2 separate regions of the Mus musculus genome follow, and region 2 is linked to region 1. A link is a contact called in public HiChIP or PLAC-seq data. All regions are on one chromosome and are shown on one strand. The core of a region is the stretch at or near the end of the contact, and the rest is flanking DNA. Distances in the headings are between cores, read along the strand shown. Region 1 overlaps Gm33365 (a long non-coding RNA gene). Region 2 overlaps Zfand1 (zinc finger, AN1-type domain 1).

The links. HiChIP or PLAC-seq counts read pairs in DNA pulled down with a chosen protein or histone mark.
Region 2: an HNF4G HiChIP or PLAC-seq map of pancreatic cancer cells shows a contact between it and region 1. The contact joins two enhancer-like sites. A contact is called at or near these places in 1 of 39 promoter capture datasets (liver), 1 of 15 datasets of contacts at CTCF or cohesin (the NIH/3T3 cell line), 2 of 115 datasets of contacts at active chromatin or transcription factors (bone marrow-derived macrophages and pancreatic cancer cells) and 2 of 9 other capture datasets (adipose tissue and liver).

Annotation. Positions count from the first base shown.
Region 1 is chr3:10,038,682-10,044,359 of GRCm38.p6, forward strand. Gm33365 (a long non-coding RNA gene) reads right to left here. Exons shown (of 4, transcript XR_387544.2): 4 at 4,612-4,919. Among named protein-coding and RNA genes, the nearest start is that of Gm33365, 23 kb to the right of the region's middle. Within about 2 kb of position 3,825, at least 20 of the 459 cell types and tissues checked have an H3K27ac peak or open chromatin away from gene starts, as enhancers often do. A contact at or near this core is called in pancreatic cancer cells, where this site is marked.
Region 2 is chr3:10,341,188-10,347,122 of GRCm38.p6, forward strand. It overlaps Zfand1 (zinc finger, AN1-type domain 1), which reads right to left. Exons shown (of 8, transcript NM_025512.3): 4 at 4,923-5,050; 5 at 4,748-4,839; 6 at 3,614-3,735. Among named protein-coding and RNA genes, the nearest start is that of Zfand1, 7.2 kb to the right of the region's middle. Within about 2 kb of position 1,549, at least 302 of the 459 cell types and tissues checked have an H3K27ac peak or open chromatin away from gene starts, as enhancers often do. A contact at or near this core is called in pancreatic cancer cells, where this site is marked.

The DNA.
Region 1 (5,678 bases), core at 2,575-5,074:
TTCTCTTTGTTCAAGAGCTTTCAGGTGTGCTGTCAAGCTGCTAGTGTAAGCTCTCTCCAATTTCTTTTTGGAGACACTTAATAGCTATGAGTTTTCCTCTTACCACTGCTTTCATTGTGTCCCATAAGTTTTAGGACTTCATTTTCATTAAATTCTAAAAGTCTTTAATTTCTTCCTTAGTCCGTGGTGATCTGACAGGGTGCATGGGATTATTTCAACCTTCTTGTATCTGTTGAGGCTTGTTTTATAACCAATTATATGGTCAATTTTGTACAAAGTATCATAAGGTTCTGAGAAGAAGGTATATTCTTTTGCTTTAGGATGAAATGTTCTATAAATGTCTGTTAAATCCATTCAGTTCATAACTTCTGTTAGTTTCACTGTGTCTCTGTTCACTTTTTGTTTCCATGATCTGTCCATTGATGAGAGTGGGGTGCTGAAGTCTCCCACTATTATTGTGTGGAGTGTGATATGTGGTTTGAGCTTTAGTAAAGTTTCTTTTATGAATGTGGGTGCCCTTGCATTTGGAGTGTAGATGTTCAGAATTGAGAGTTTATCTTGCTAGACTTTTCCTTTGACCAGTATCAAGTGTCCTTCCTTATCCTTTTTGATAACTTTTGGTTGAAAGTTGATTTTATTCAATATTAGAATGGCTACCCCAGCTTGTTTCATAGGATCATTTGCTTAGAAAATTGTTTTCCAGCATTTTACTCTGAGGTAGTGTCTGTCTTTATCCCTGACTAAAGGTGTGAGCCACCAAGCCCAGCTGAAAATTTCTTGACAGTCACAAGAAGAGGCTTCTATATCTGTGCTGCAATGGAAACACAGCGATCCTAAAATCATCATTACCTTCAGGCTGTGTGTAGATGGGGAGTAAGAAACATAAAGAAAACTGTGTGTTTAGATTTCAGTTCTACCGCAAGATATCTCATTACATTTATGAAAAAAATTCCAAAGCCTTCATTCCCCTCAGCTCAGAGTTCTAGATAATTTAGTTCCCAACATTTCAGACTAGGAATAACTTGCCTGTAACTACATACTTACATCCACATATGCATATGTATCTTACATAACCTACCCAGCCGTTCCTGAAATCAAGCATTCACATGCCTGCAGTGAAATATGTAAATATTCACATCAAACCAAGGCACATAAGAATAACATTAATTCATTGATTTAATAAATAATTTTAAAAATTCACCTGTGTTCCAGATAGTGTCTAAAGTTTAGAAATGGATTAGACATGAATATAGCTGATACTTCTGTTTTAAATCTTTCTCTTTTCCTCTTTGCACCCCCCCATACCTTACTCTTTAGTTGTTTGCTTATTTTGTTTATTTGATTTTTGTTCTGTGCTGCTGGGGAAAGATCTCAGGCCTTACACTAGGGCAGTACTCAGTCACTTAGCTATGTTCCAAGCATCTTTTATATTTACGTTAATAAAAGTTGTACATTTTTATAATGGGCAACATTGAACTATTGATATTTTTAGTCATGATGAAATGACTAAATCAAGCAAATTAACTTTTGCATTACAGCAGATAAGTATTTAAGGGGATGGTATGAAAATATATATTTATGTAAGCTTGCTCATGTTATGAGATGTGATTATTGCTACCATGATAATAAAATAACAAATAAAAACATAGCATTAGAAACAACAAACAGAAAAACAAGAGTCGATCCTAATAGACTAGCAGGAAGCATTCTGAGACATAGCTGACTTAGAAGTTCCCACTATCAGGTTTTTAGTAAGATGGCAGGGAGTTGCTGGCTCCTACCACAGGCTTCCCCCAAGCTCTTTGTGTTGATATTGAACAAGCCCTCTTAGAAGTTTCTAAAACTCACATTTGCTTTTGATTATTAAGGGGGCTTTATCGCTCTTTTAAGTATTTGCAGGATAAGATTTAGAAGACATAAAAATAACAGCATATTTTGGATACTTTCTGCTCCAAAGAATGATTACAGTACTGTTCATACCAGGTGCTAAGGTAAAATCTTTATATACATAATTTTACTAAATCCTTAAAAAACAAGCCATATACAAATGTGGCTTCCTTTTTGCAAACCAAGAAGTGTAGGCTGAGGAGCACAGTAGGCTGAGGAGCTGCACAGAGTCAGCTTGCTGGGATTCCCCACGCTGTAGCACTCCCATGGCCCTGCTGGCAAAGAACCAGACAAAGTGGATGAGTGGAAATGGCCTATCTTCATTTCCAGCTCGGATAGCTGACACAAAGCTGGCCATCTGAATAGCCTGGGGTCCTGCAGAGCTCTGTAGGTTTCTTCTTTTGCCCCTGCCTGTTTGCTATTCCTATCTCTCAGAGCACTCCCTAAAGCAAATCACTTGCACAAAAAATTCTTGCGTCAGAGTTTGCTCCTGAACACTTGGAAACTCCTGACCCACAGAAACCTTTAGAGAGATAAGGACATGATTGCTGTTTACCCACAGTATGGGGTGACTGTGGTACAGCAGCAGGTAGGCAGTCCCAGAAGACTGTGTGGCTGTATACAGCAAGATTCTCTCCAGCTTGTTACCTATGTCAGAGGGATCTACACCTCAACATATCCTGGTCATGTTGATGCATCCCACATAGGAACTTTTCTCTCCTTCTGTACTTCCATAGACAACAACAGCCTGTTCTCCAGAGTGTCTAGATATGGACACAGTAGAATGCCAGACCAGAGAGTCTGCTTTATGATAAATGGAGTATGGATGGCAAAAAGAGCCTGAAAGGAGTGTCTGGTCCTAATGCTGACTATCTGACTCAAAGTGTCTGGCTGACAGACTATGGAAACATTCTTAGCTTGTAGGTAAAGCTGGGCTGGGGTGCAGTCTTTTAGGACAGAGCAAGCATCACAAAATGGTTAGGTCACTAAATAGGAATTTTAGATAGGCTCAAGAACCAGAGGCCTCCTCAGTTCTCCAGTGGCCTCCTGGTGTGGACCATTGACCAAGCCAGCTCAGTCAGCCAACAGGGTCTCAAGGTGTGAGGAGCGGGTGTGACAGCAGTCCCAAGATGGCGCCTGGGACTGCAGCTAAGTCTTATGACTTGCACCTGATTTCCTCATACACCTGAAAATAAGCCGCGACCATCGTGAGAGCTGTGCAGGTGCACCATGATGCTGGCCGTGTAAACAAGTCCATATTTGGTGGAGACATGTCCCTGCCGCCCTGATTGGCTGAAGCTGCGTGCCTGGTGAGGTGACGTGGCCTGCCGTGAGTGGATGGGGGCTGAGAGTATATAAGAGTGAGAGGCCCGGGGTTCGGGGGAGAAAAAGATGAAGTGAGAGAGATGAAAACTGAAGCTTGCTGAATAAACTGCTGTTAGAAGAACTGGTGGTCGTGTCGTTCTTGCTGGTCGAGAGCGGACGCGACATCAAGGGAGAAAGTGAGGATTGAAAAGAAAAAGACAGTTAGACAACACTATAACCTGACTCCAGCCAGTGCTGCGGCTGAAGCAGCTTCATGTCTCTCCAGCCTGCTTTTATATCATTCTAAGTGCATCCAAAACACATGGTCAGTTCTTAGGTCAAAGACAAAGTCATCAAGTGAGTGGCAAACCAGATCACACAAGAGAGTAAGCAAGCAAAGTAGCAAGCAGAAGCATGACACAAGGTAATAGTTAAGTCAAGTAGCAAGCAAAGAGATCACACAAGCTAGTAATACAGCAAAGCCCCTTGGTCCCTGTTTCTGATATTCTTATCTGAGCCTACTGACAAATGCCAAATTCCTAGAAGAGGCACCAAAAGCTCTCAACAGACCATCTTAGGAAGGCCACCCTTGAACTACTAGAAGCCTGGCACTTTGAGATACCACATTCTCATGTTCACCTCTCCAGGGCTGCCTGGTGCCACCTGTCAGTATAAACAGCCTCCTGCCTGTAGACAGTCTGAGTCTAGACTTCCTGGTGTTCCTGGGGGGCCTGGCCAGGCGTGTGCTTTCCTCTCTCTCTGGCTTCCTCTCCTTTCTACTTCAGAATCTGACTTTTTCTCATTCTCCCTGGGCCACAAACAGAAGAAAAAGAAGGAACAATAAAGAGTTTTATTATTTGGACCAAATAAGAGATTCCTGATTAAACACAAATTTTAGATAAACAAAAGTTTTTATTGTAAGTCTGTTAAAGCCAATTCTTGAGATGAAGTTCCATTTGACCTTATTCATTGATAAGCCGAGTTCCCATGGCCTCGCTGGCTGATAGCACCACTCAGGACACTGATGGAGTGTATCTAGTTATGACTAATTATGTGGTCAACACTAAAGTTAACAAACCAGTTTACACCTGTAACTTCAATGCAAATACCAAAGTTGATGTGGTAAAGGGCAGGTCCCCTGACCACCCCTGCACTTGGCTGCTCAAGGTTCCTTTCAGAGATGACCATCCAGGTTCTTATTTGCTCTCTAGCTTTAGTCCCACACACAGGTGTGCCAGCTTGATGTCTCTTTTATGCCACCCTAGGACTTGCTGATGCTTTGTGGTTTTTACTTATTTGTTTTTTAATGATTGCACATTCCCTGAAAATGGCTCACTCAGCCATCAATCATTTCTTCTTTTCAACAACCAAATTCCAGTCCATGCCACTTGAGTTGAAAGAGATCCTGGAGTGCTGCAGACTTCCTGGGAGATGGACGTGCTAGACACTGCTGATGTCAAGGAAAGAAGTGGTGGTGGGGGGGGGGACGTGCTAGACACTGCTGATGTCAAGGAGAGAAGTGGGGGGTGGATTGAAGGCAATGCAAGGCAGGGTTCGACTGATGCCATCTGTTGCCAGCAATTTCCTGTTGGTCTGATGTGACCATGGGCCATCATGGATCAGAGATGGCTGTGGTGACTGCAGAATCCTGGGCCTCACTGGCATGGCAATGAGATGGGCAGAGAGTTCAGTGGTAGTTGAGTCATTGCAGTGGAACTGTTAGCACTCTGGAGCAAAAGAAGAATAAAATCATTACAGGAATTCTACCTGGAATTCTAGTTACCTGCTCCCTCCTGGCTCCAGCTGCATAGTGGTCCTAGGAGCAGTCAGTGCTTAGAGGACTTGGAAGGTTAATGATGGAGGGATTCCACACATGTGGCTTCTGTGAGTCACTGGGGCTGGGGCTTTTCAGTGATATAGTTGGTTGTGAGTCATCTGCACTCCTGTAAGTAACCACCCACCATTTAAGGAAGCCCCCAAACTCACTGGTTCACCAACGTAGACTGGGATGGGATTAGTTCTTTTTCTGTCATCAGTTCTCTATCTGGGGTGAATAGGTATTTGCTTACCTCCCTCCAGGAAGAGCCACACAATACTATTTGACATTTAAAATGGCTCTGTCCCCCAGACAAGTATCTGGGAGTTCCCTAAACCTAATTCTTTACAAGAAGACTCCTCCCTCCCAGGAAACTAATAACATTTTACCAAGAAAGACATTAGCGTGGGAACTGAGGAAGTGCTAGCTAATGTGTCTGGAGTTGGTATGCTTTCTATAAGCAAGCTTACTGCTAAAATTCACAAAGAAGAGTGTGTTCTGAAAGGGCTGGTACTCAGATCAGCAGAAAGGTCATAAATCAACACCACTTCCTATTTCAGAGGAAGTAGGATGGCCGGGTGGGTTCCTGGAAGTTTAGTTGGCCAGTTGGTAGTTGTAGGGGAGATTTGATACACAAAGGATGCGTTGCTACCCTTCTCAGGATAGTGAT
Region 2 (5,935 bases), core at 299-2,798, 300 kb after region 1:
CGAGAGGAGGCATTCCTTATTCAGCTAGCGGTTCCTTAACTCTTCTTTTGTCAACACAGAATAGCCTATGACGTCAGTTCTGGTCAGAAGAACCCATCATGTAGCCTACCTACCTAACTGCACGTCCCAAAGACTCAAAACCCTAGCCAGGTTATCTGCATAACCAAGTTGTACGGCCTTTTTATGTCCAGGGACTGGGTGCAGAGGAACTCTTTTTTTCTTTGTTGAGTTCCAGAGACTCAGACTTGGACCACAGGCTTCCCTCATATCTCCCCTGCATTCCCAAGTTAAGAATGAGTTCAACATGAACAGAGAGAAATCAAGAAGACTGACGGCTCATTCAACAACACCAGAATCCCTCAACATGTTCCCTCTGTTTCGTTCTGTGAGGAATTAAACTTGTTTCAACTGTACTCCTTGGAATCAAGGTCCTGTCACTTGAGAGACAAGGCTTCTTGATACAAAAACACTTATTTTATGTGAAAGACATAAAAGGTATGTCAGAGGTTTGAGATTTTTTGAGAACGAAAGTGAAAAACTAAAGTACAGAAAAGCCCCAGAAAGAGAGTTTAGTAACACAACAGGGTTTCAGAAACAGTGTCTCTAGCATAAGCTGTGTCTCACTTGTCTTCTCCAGCTGCATTCTGTTATTTAATTATCTTTATTAAAAAATAAGTGGGAGGGCTGGAGAGATGGCTCAGTAGATAAGAGCACTGACTGCTCTTCCAGAGGTTCTGAGTTCAATTCCCAGAAACCACATGGTGGCTCACAACCATCTGTAATGGGATCTGATGCCCTCTTCTGGTGTGTCTGAAGACAGCTACAGTGTACTCACATATATTAAATAAAATAAAAAATAAGTGGGAATAGAATATTCCCTGATTCCTAAACACTGCGTTAGGGAGGCATCTTCACAGGTCAAGTCCTGTACAATAAGAATCCCCTAAGTGAGGTGTTTCTAATGGAAATGTTGGGAAATAATCGAAGTTATCTTAAGGAATAATACAGTCAAAACAACTCCTGTCTAATCAGAAAGGAATTTAGATTTGCTGAGGGTCAGTGCAATGAATCATAGCTAAAAAGCATTCGGAGAAAAAGAAAATCAGTGTAAACCTAAGCTTTGGTCCTTGTCTGTAACCAGCAGTCCCTGTTCTAAAAGGAAAGCAGTAAGAACAGGCAGGAAGAGAAAACTAAAGCTACCAGACTCTAAAAGTATGTCTGGGATCAAAAACAGACTAACAGGCAGCTGGAGCAGGAGGTTCCTGGGTGCTGAGTGCTGCCCTAAGCACATCAGTACAGAGAAAGGCACAAAAGCACAGAGAACTCGTCCGACTCAACGGCTGCAACTGCAGCAGCCTCAGAACCACACAGGTGCCACTCAGCTCCCTCAGCTGATGCTCTCAGTGAGTGGCCAGAAGACAAGGCGGGGATGGGAAGTCAGGGCAGAGAAATACACAAGAAGCCCTGTAGGGGGTGGTTCTGATGTGCTTAGATCGATCCGGAATCTACCTGTGAACCATCAGCGTCCTGTTCCCCAATTGGTTCTTGATCTATCAATAAAGATGCTAGTGGCCAATGGCTGGGCGGAAGAGGCGGAACTTCCAGGTTCCAGCACGCAGGCTAGGAGATGCAGGAGGAAGAAAGATTTGCCATGCTTCTGAGGGAAAGAGAGCCACTAGCCATATGAGATCTCGGATGGAGTGGCCATTGGCCGCTTCCTCAACTGGGCCTGGGGTAGCAGGCGGGAGATTAGAAATGCAACTAAGCTGAGGGCAGATTTACGATGCTGAGCAACTGGGCAACTAAGCTGAGAGAAGATTTAGAGGTGTTGAGCTGAGAGTGGAAGGTAAGGACATGTTAGCCAAGGGGTGCCCGGCCATTGAGTTAAAAAGCATATTAAAAATAAGCTTGTGTGTGTTTCATCTGTGGAACTAAGGGAACCTGGGCGGTGGCTGGTAGCATGGTCTGCCCAGAGCTTAAGGCAAGGAAGTAGAAACTAAACTACAAACCCTTCAAAGTCAAGGTGAACTTGTAGAATCAATACACTTAAAATTCAAAATTAAGCAACTAACAGCAGAAATCTAAAGACAGAATGTCATTGGGATGTACAGTGAGATACATTACCCACAAAAAGGAACACACTATAAAACAAGTGGAAATAAAACGAGATGTAAATATCCAAGAAGAAATGCAAAAGCTAAAAACATGGCTTCTAAACTAAGAAACTCAAACCAGATAAATTTCTATCATCCTCGATTTTTAAAAAAGGCTTAATTAATGATGGTGAATTTGAGCATCATCTAGAGGGCAGCGTAAAGCAGAACTGAGAACTTCAGACTCCTTGAGCAGCCTGGACTACACAAGAACCTATCTCAAAAAAAGAAAACAATCAAACACCACAATGGCCATAAGAGGAGACAGAATCAACATTCATCGATGGGAAAATGGCAAAAAGTCACATACTCCATGGAATATGACGCACACTTTCAAGGAAACATCAGCAGTGTGGGCACACTGGAGGGTCTTTTCTACTAAGCAATGGGATATAAATCAGAGAGATGATATTATCCATCTGAAACCCATTTTCCTTCATTTATAGCCCTCACCACTAGACATGTATTAAGTATATGTACGCACACACACATATATAATATAGAGAGAGCATATAATATATTCTGCTGGTCAGTTTTTGTTGACTTTACACAAACTAGAGACACCTGGAAAAAAGCCACAACTGAGGAAGTGCTGGCTCCATCAGACTGGGCTGTTGGCATGTCTGTATGGCATTTTCTAGATTGCTAGCTGATGGAGAAGGACCCAGCCCCATCCCATATGGGTGTGTCATCCCTGAGCAGGATGTTGTTTTGAGCTATATAGGAAAGCAGGCTGAGCAAGGCTTGCAGACAGCCAGTGAGCAATGTTCCTCCATGGCTCCAGCCTGAGTTCATGCCCTGACTGCCCTCAATGACGGACTGTAATGTGGAAGCTGAAATAAACAGTTTCCTCCCCAAGTTGGTTTTAGTCTGTGTTTTATCACAGCGACAGAGAAGCAAACTGGGACACATACGTTGGCTAAAAGTTAATTAACAAATCTGTAGTAAGGCATGTAACTAGGTATGCTTGTATATTCTGAGATTTTTTTTCCCAGGCTGCCTGGCGCTCACTCTGTAGCTCGATTACCTTGAACTCCTGATCTCCTACGTCAGTGTCCTGAGTGTCAGATCCTAAAGATCCTATCGAGAGAAGGTCTCCTCCCTAAACACAAGCGCCTTCGCTGGAGAAACATTTGTTAAAAAGAATGCACCGAATAAGCTGGGATTATTTAGAAAAATAAAGTAGGCTACAGTCATACAACAGGAAAATGAATATTCTGAATGAACTATACCGTACAGAAAAATATTAAAATCATGATGCAGAGTGGGATAAATAGTGAAGACCGACATTCATGGTTCACCGCCATCTCTATAAAGTGGGAAAGATGTAGTACTTATACAGACTCGACAGCACATGATCTTCCGCAACGATGCAAACGAGGGTTAAGTTGTATTCAATTAGCGAGAGGAAGAGAGGAGACATCCAGACATCACTGTGTTTAACACAGTGCCCTTTTCACCTGCGGCAGGGACTTATCCCCATCAGCGTGCATCTTTAGCTTCATCAGCGCCACCTTCGCCGCTGTTCCGCTACTTTTTGCGCCTTTCCGTCCCTTACTTGCTGCCCCTCCTGTCTTGGCATCTGAGGAAGAAGTGGAAGCAAATGAGGCCTCCCCATCAGTTCCAGAGTTCCCTTCCACCCTTCCTTCTTTTTCTTTTTTTTTTCCTCTTGTTTTGAGACAAGGCCTCCCTAGGTAACATTGATGCTGAGATACACCTGTCTCTGATGGGATTAAAGAAGTATACCACCATGCCCAGCTTAACCACTATGGCCTTCAGCATACAGAAATTATACAGTAGAGCTCTACATTACTGATGGTCGATCCAAACAATATCTACCTGAGAGAGTGCACAGGCACATGCTATTTAACGTATTTAATCTAAAGCAACCACTGACCCTTTTATGTAACACTTTAGGTTTGAACAAGGGCACCACCTTTAACATGGAATAAAAAGGTCTACTAAAGTAATACATTGCCAAAGAAGCTAAGCTAAATCGAAACTGGGCTCTGTCCTGGAACTACCTTGTGTGGTTAGTAGCATTTACAAAACAGCTTAGTAGAACATATTGTGTAAACAAAGCAGTCCACCATGCCAGCCTCATCAACATACCTACCACAACTGTTAACACTCAATCAACACATCTCTGCTGCTCAACAAATGAGACTACCCCAGGAGAACCTTATTACTATTTCCTGATCTTCAGTGGTCAAAAGGCTTTGTACAAAATACTTTAACAAGGACTCATCAAAATGCAAGTTCTTGGGACTGCAGAGGTGGCTCAGCTGTTAAGAGGCCTTTCCAGAGGACCTGGGTTCAAAACTCCTAGCACTAACATGGCTCATAGCTGTATGTAACTGCTGTCCTAGGGCATCAGGCATGCAAGTGGTGCACAGACATACACGCAGGCATAAACACCATCCTCAGAATCTACAGGTAAATCAATAGTAACATTTTAAAACAGAATGCAAGTTCTTACACTGGGGCAGTGAGCAAAGCCTCCATAAACGGGAATGAGATGTAGGGGGCAGGAGTTGGCGAGTGGCAGATGTGCTCTAGGAATGAAAGCAGCCATGGAAGCCTGTGGGACTCACCGACAATGTCTCTGACAAGTTTCTGTGTGGCAGCCATTCGAGGCTTTGCGACTTCCAGCTTTTCACAGTCATGATCCGACTGATGACGGTGTCTGCAAGGATCAGAGAGCTGGCTCTGGCTCATGAATTATATACAGCTAAGCGGTACACAAAGCTTGCATGGTTCAGCGATTACCTCAGGCAAAAGTTCTTCTCACAGTAAGGACAGATCACTGCCACAAGCTCTACGTCAGTGCAGCCCTTGAAAGAGCATGAGTAAGATTTGTGTTCATCTGTCTTTGGTCTCTCCTTGACTACATTCACCTAAAACCACAAGACGGAGAAATGGCACTATGGTTCCCATTTAAAACAGCACAAAAGCCAGCAATAGAAGGCAGCAACCATATTGTTCTAGTTCAAATTGACTTTTCTAATGTGTTCTAATTATGTCTTAAGTTAAAGTAGAATGACCATACCCTCTCTTCCCTCCCGTCCCTTCCTCTCGCTCTCCGTGTCCTTACTTTGTAACACCCCAGGGGCTTTGAATTTGCAGGATTTCTATTCTGCCTCTTGAGAGCTGGGATGACAAGGGCGGACCACTGCACTGCGCCCAGTTTATTGCCTAGCATTTTACTCTCTGGTTTGTATCAGCGGTACACAGAGGTGCCCTAAAAGGAATATGTCCAGATACTTAACTCATCAACCCTCAAATGGGGAGCTGTACCTACTTTTTAGGCCAGTTTTTGGAAATAAAGAACTATTTAGGAGACGAAACCCTTAAAAATCACATGCATCATGAAGCAGTCTTCAAAATCATAAACTATTATATATATATATATATATATATATATATATATATATATATATATTATATGGAACATATAATATATTATATGGAATATTTTATTATCAAGTGGTGGTCCAAGGCTGAAGGGTCTGAACACTTCACTGCCACAGACTCCTATCCCCAGACCCCAGGGAAAACGAGCCCTGCCCGGATGGGACCTCAGCATGGAGGCCAAGCGGGATATGAACACTCAGCTCAGCGTGGAGAGGAGGGCTAGGACCGGAAGCTATGAGAATAAACACCTAAACACCAACGACAGCAAATTTTCTTCAAAAAACAAAATGAAGCAAAAGATTCTGAACGTCACATCTAGTGTACCAAGTAGCCGTGAATCTAATCAAATTCTAAAACAAAGTACATGA